2 separate regions of the Danio rerio genome follow, and region 2 is linked to region 1. The links are chromatin contacts, called in public HiCAR-type maps. All regions are on one chromosome and are shown on one strand. Each heading gives the region's core, a stretch centred on a gene start, on an enhancer-like site or on the middle of the called end of the contact. The rest is flanking DNA. Distances are from core to core; before and after follow the strand shown.

What was found. HiCAR-type assays count read pairs that join an accessible place to other places.
Region 2: a HiCAR-type map of caudal fin shows a contact between it and region 1, with 5 times the contacts expected there. The contact joins two enhancer-like sites. A contact is called at or near these places in 1 of 18 Hi-C or Micro-C datasets (caudal fin) and 1 of 4 datasets of contacts at active chromatin or transcription factors (caudal fin).

Annotation. Positions count from the first base shown.
Region 1 is chr13:48,745,742-48,748,660 of GRCz12tu, reverse strand. All of the region lies in intron 4 of runx3 (RUNX family transcription factor 3), which reads left to right. Among named protein-coding and RNA genes, the nearest start is that of runx3, 52 kb to the left of the region's middle. Within about 2 kb of position 1,475, at least 5 of the 62 cell types and tissues checked have an H3K27ac peak or open chromatin away from gene starts, as enhancers often do. A contact at or near this core is called in caudal fin, where this site is marked.
Region 2 is chr13:48,964,903-48,967,779 of GRCz12tu, reverse strand. No RefSeq gene overlaps it. Among named protein-coding and RNA genes, the nearest start is that of syf2, 74 kb to the left of the region's middle. Within about 2 kb of position 1,594, at least 6 of the 62 cell types and tissues checked have an H3K27ac peak or open chromatin away from gene starts, as enhancers often do. A contact at or near this core is called in caudal fin, where this site is marked.

The sequences.
Region 1 (2,919 bases), core at 226-2,725:
GCTAATGGTTTGTTAATAGCAAGAATTCTACCTTAAGATAAAGTGTGACTGGATATTTTATCTTGACTGGTTCATTAGATGAACAAACGCCTTTATGTTATTCTACATCCATATAAACCCAAATTATACCTTAATAACTATTAATAAGCAGCAAATGAGTAGTTTAATGAGCTTAAAGTCATAGTTAATGGTTTGTTAATATAAATTGTGACTATTTATTTAATTTTTAATGGTTCATTAGTTAAACAAACGATATTATATTATTTTACATCACTTTAAAAACAATTTCTACCATAATAACTATTAATAAGCAGCAAATTAGTAGTTTAATGAGCTTAAAGTCATAGTTAATGGTTTGTTAATAGCCAGAAATCTACCTTAAGATAAAGTGTGACTGAATATTTCATATCTTGACTGGTTCATTAGATGAACAAACGTCATAATATTATTCTACATCGCTTCAGACTCAAATTCTACCTTAATAACTATTAATAAGCAGCAAATTAGTAGGTTATCGAGCTTTAAGTCATCGTTAATGGTTTGCTAATATAGCGAGAATTGTACTTTTAGGTAAAGTGTGACTGAATGTTTTATTTTAAGTGGTTTATTAAATGAACAAACGTCATTATATTATTCTACATCGCTTTAAACACAAATTCTAGCTTAATAACTATTAATAAGCAACAAATTAGTAGTTTATTGAGCTTAAAGTTATGGTTAATGGTTTGTTAATACAGCCAGAATTGTACCTTAAGATAAAGTGTGACTGAATATTTTATCTTGAGTGGTTCATTAGATGAACAAACAGCATTATATTATTCTACATCCATATAAACCCAAATTCTACCTTGATAACTATGAATAAGCAGCAAATTAGTAGTTTATTCAGCTTAAAGTCATCTGTAATGGTTTGTTAATGTAGCGAGAATTGTACCTTAAGATAAAGTGTGACTGAATATTTCACTTTGAGTGGTTCATTAGATGAACAAATGTCATTTTGTGCTGCACACATTGTGCTGTGTGTTTCTAGTGCATGCATCCAGCACAACATAAATATGTGTTGTTCCTATTATTGATTTATCATCTTGTGTACAATTTCATGCCAGACTGCAAATCACAGCTCTGGTAGAAATGGCTTTTCTTTCTGCGGTGCACTGTTGTTTGATAATGAGGGAGAAGTACTTGAGGTGATACGAGATGGGATAGTCTCTCCTTTGTGTCTGCTTTATACCCAGTTATTTACTGCAGTAAAAACCTAGCTGAGCCGTCTTTAGAGCGAGTGCCAAGTTAAACAGGTTAGATAATCTGTTGGTTCCTGCTGTTTTTCTTTCAGTATTAGAGGTTTATCATCGCACACTATTTGGATTCTGTTACTAACTCGGTCACGCTTTTGACTATGTTAGGTATTGTATTTCGGACAGTGCAGCGAGTATTTACTACTTTCAGATCACCGACGGCTTTAAAAGACATATGAGTCACCGGCAGATGATACCGAGCCACACTGTATGTGTGTGTTCCTAAAACGTACAGTGTATTTCAGTAAGTAAGTGTTGGTTTCGATTTCTCCCTGCGTTTTAGTTTGTTTGGGTGTATACATACCTGCACAGCAGTGTGTGTTAATATTAAACAGTGAACAGCCCTCCGTGGTCTAGATGGTTGCCAACCTCAGATGTCAGCTGTGGTGGGTTATTAAGCCGTTTCAGGCACAGAGTGCGAGGGTGCGTCTCGGAGCCGCAAACATAGAGGGTTCAATGAAAGTGGCCACTCTCTCTGACCAGCGGGGTCAGCAGTGCCTGACCGCATTAGAGCCGCTGAATTAACACAGCACTGAACGCCTGCTTGGGGTGCAGATCCATAACACTAATGCAGCCCGCGAACCACAGCCAGAGGAGACCAGAGAGAGAAAGAGAAAGAGAGAGAGATAAAGGGAACTCACTGCTGGTGTTTACAGAGCTGTGTCATATTTGTTCCTTGTCATTGCTTTTCAAACCAAGTGGCACTTAAAGAAAGTGAAAATGCCGTTTAGTTTGGATTAAAATGATAATTCAATGTGTACACAGTAAAGAAATGCTTTTAGGTGAATTAAATGAACTTTTTTAGTCCTCTCAACATACAGTTGAAGTCAGAATTATTAGGCCCCGTGTTTATTTTTTCCCCAAATTCTGTTTAACGGAGATAACTTTTTTTTTCTACACATTACTAAACATAATAGTTTTAATAACTCATTTCTAATACATTATTTATTTTATCTTTGCCATGATGACACTACATAATATTTTCATTCATTCATTTTCTTGTCAGCTTAGTCCCTTTATTAATCTGGGGTCACCACAGCGGAATGAACCGCCAACTTATCCAGCACGTTTTTACACAGCGGATGCCCTTCCAGCCGCAACCCATCTCTGGGAAACATTCACACTCACACACTTATACACTACGGACAATTCACCCTACCCAATTCACCTGTACTGCATGTCTTTGGACTGTGGGGGAAACCAGAGTACCCCATGAAACCCAAGGGAACGCAGGGAGAACATGCAAACTCCTCACAGAAACGCCAACTGACCTAGCTGAGTCTCAAACCTGTGACCCAGCGACCTTCTTGCTGTGAGGCGACAGCACTACCTACTGCGCCACTGCGTCGCCTTCATAATATTTTACTAGATGTTTTTCAAGACACTTCTATGCAGCCTAACGTGACATTTAAAGGCTTAACTAGGTTGATTAGGTTAACTAGGCGGGTAGGGTAATTACTTAGGCAAGTTATTGTATAATGATGGTTTGTTCTGTAGACTATCGAAAAAAATATAGCTTAAAGGGGCTAATAATTTTGACCCTAATATAGTTTTAAAAAATTAAAAAACGCTTTTATTCTAGCCGAAATAAAACAAATAAGACTTTCTCCAGAAGAAAAAATAT
Region 2 (2,877 bases), core at 345-2,844, 220 kb before region 1:
ATATTATATAGAATATATATTCATTTGTGCTTAACAGTGATAGAAATAGCCCCTCCCAAAAGGCCTTCCATGTGACTAGAATTGCTGAAAAGAGACGAGGAAATGTATGGTATTTGACAAAATGAAGCAGAGTAAATTTTAATAGCTATTTAAAGGGACAGTTCACTCAAGAAAATGTCCTCAAAATTCACTCACACTCAAGTGATTCTAAATACTTATGATTTTTATATTTATATATATTTTTTTTTTGCTGTCTAATACAAAATAATGGCATTAAAAAAATACTCTGGAAGTCAGTGAAGATTTTATTACACCACATGTTATATAGAATATATTCAGCTATGTTTAACAGAAGAAAGAAGCTCTTATTTTAAAAGTTTTAGTTTTTTTTATTTATTATTTTACAATATAACAAACAGCCTAATTGACAAAAAGAATATTCAGCATTACGTAGCATCAGAGTATACAAATATAAAAACATGAACATCAACAAATCCAGTTTATGTTATTAGATTAAAATAATGATGTTTCTTACATCGATTACATAAAGGTGATGCACCGGCATATATCCTATGAGGCGAACAAGGGTCAAATATATTCGTGGTATAAATTTGTAATTTTGTTAAATTATTTTGTTACTAGAAAATGAAAGACATACAGTTGAAGCCCTTTGAATTTTTTTTTTAATTAAATATTTCCCAAATTATGTTGAACAGAGCAAGGAATTTTTTTACAGTATGTCTGTTAATATTTTTTCTTCTGGAGAAAGTCTTATTTGTTTTATTTTGGCAAGAATAAAAGCAGTTTTTAATTTTTAAAACCATTTTAAGGCCAAATCATAAGATCCTTTAAGCTAATATTTTTCAATAGTCTACAGCACAAACCATCGTTATACAATAACTTGACTAATTACCCTAACCTGCCTAGTTAACCTAATTAACCTAGTTAAGCCTTTAAATGTCACGTTAAACTGTATAGAAGTGTCTTGAAAAATATCTAGTAAAATATTATTTACTGTCATCATGGCAAAGATAAAATAAATTAGTTATTAGAAATGACTTATGAGCCATAGCTTGTGTAAGTTTATCTGCTACTTGAGTTGTGTTTTTACCATGTGTATAAATACCTGTATAACTGTATTCTCCAGAACAGTGGTCACCAAACTTGTTTCTGGAGGGCCGGTGTCCTGCAGATTTGAGCTCCAACCCTAATCAAACCCACATGAATAAGCTAATCAAGGTCTTTCTAGGTATACTTGAAACATTCAGGCAGGTGTGTTGAGGCAAGTTGGAGCTAAAACCTGCAGGGAAACTGGCCCTCACGGACCGAGATTGGTGACCCCTGCTCTAGAATGTTTTCTAATTTAGATTACTTTAAAAGTTTTAAATTAAACGATGACAGAATTTTCACTTTTTGGGTGATCTATCCCTTTAAAAGAAAATTCTTGACATCTAGGGGAACTCTTAGAGGTAAGATGAAAAGTATTGTGAAAACAGGCCCAGATGCACTTTTTTCCCCTCACTAGGTCAGAACAGCCGTCTAAAAGTGTTTGTGTTTTACAGGCAGACACTAGGAGGTGCTATTGAGTCTAGCTTCAGGAAGAATCCAGTATATTTCTGTGGCCCAGTATGAAACCTGGCAGCGCTGTGGAGGGTTCAATACCACCGGCAGAGGCCTTGAGGTTTCTCCATGGCATTATGTAAGTGCTGGTTTTCCTAGTTCAGGCATCATGGATGACTTCCTTACAACGACTGGCACTTTTCCACACGCTATTTTACAGAAAGGCTTCCCACCTCTAAATCGGTAGTGTGAGGACTGAAAATTGGTGTGCAAAGAGAAGAAGAAGAAAAAAGCAGCGAACAGTAAATAGTGAGCGAGACTGTTGTAGAAGTTGTGGTTTTATCGGTAATGGGCAATGCTTCAAGTTTCTCTCTTGCGCTCCACCCCAAAAGCCACTTTTATGGTGCTGTTTACTAGCTGAAGCTTCCAGAGATCTTTATCACAGACTCTTTGATAAGCCAGATTTCTTCCACAGTCCATATGCTGCTGGATCCGAGCAGGAGACCACAGAAGACGAGGATCCAGCAGCGCTGTACAACACTTCACTGCTTAGTTTACATGTGCTTGAGTCTTTACACCGATTGTTCTACTTATTTACTTATTTAAATTGAGATGAAACAACACAATTCCTTGTTTATTTGGGGGGACAACTTGATTATTTCATGTTCAATCTCCTTAAATCCAAAAACGATTAAGTTAACTTAATTTCTTTCAATTGTAGGTGCTGTATGTAAGTTTTTGACTCTTCTAAAGCATAAAAATACTATAATATGTTTGCAGATATTTAAGAAATATGCGAAGTGAACATTCTTAATTATCTGAAAAACAATGCTGAAGTCAAATATTCTGCTTTGAAAATTAGAGTTACGTGCTGAAATGGCTGTCTTTGTTTTAGTTCTTTTAACTCGCCCTATGCCAGTTTAGCCAAATATATTTCAGCACCCCGGGTTGCCTTAGTGAAAAACAGCGTGTTTTATTTATTCTTTCATTCAGAAAGGCTCTCAAATAATGCGTACATGACCGAAATGTGACCTCCGGTAGACAGTAGCAGACTCCGAAATGAGACGCAGATTCAAAGCTCTACATGAGGTGGTTCTCAATTAGCAAATAATATAAATATTATGAACGTATAACGAGTCAAGACTTTCCCTTATCGAGTTGATCTCGATCTTAAGTTTGTAGGACCAATAAAACTCCCTGTAATTCTTCACTATATAAATTTAACATAAACAACTTTACGCGATGCACATTCTGTAACTATAATCTGGAATAAAATTTTGTAGAAAAGTTTTGAACAGAAATATCTTGGCTTGTCTT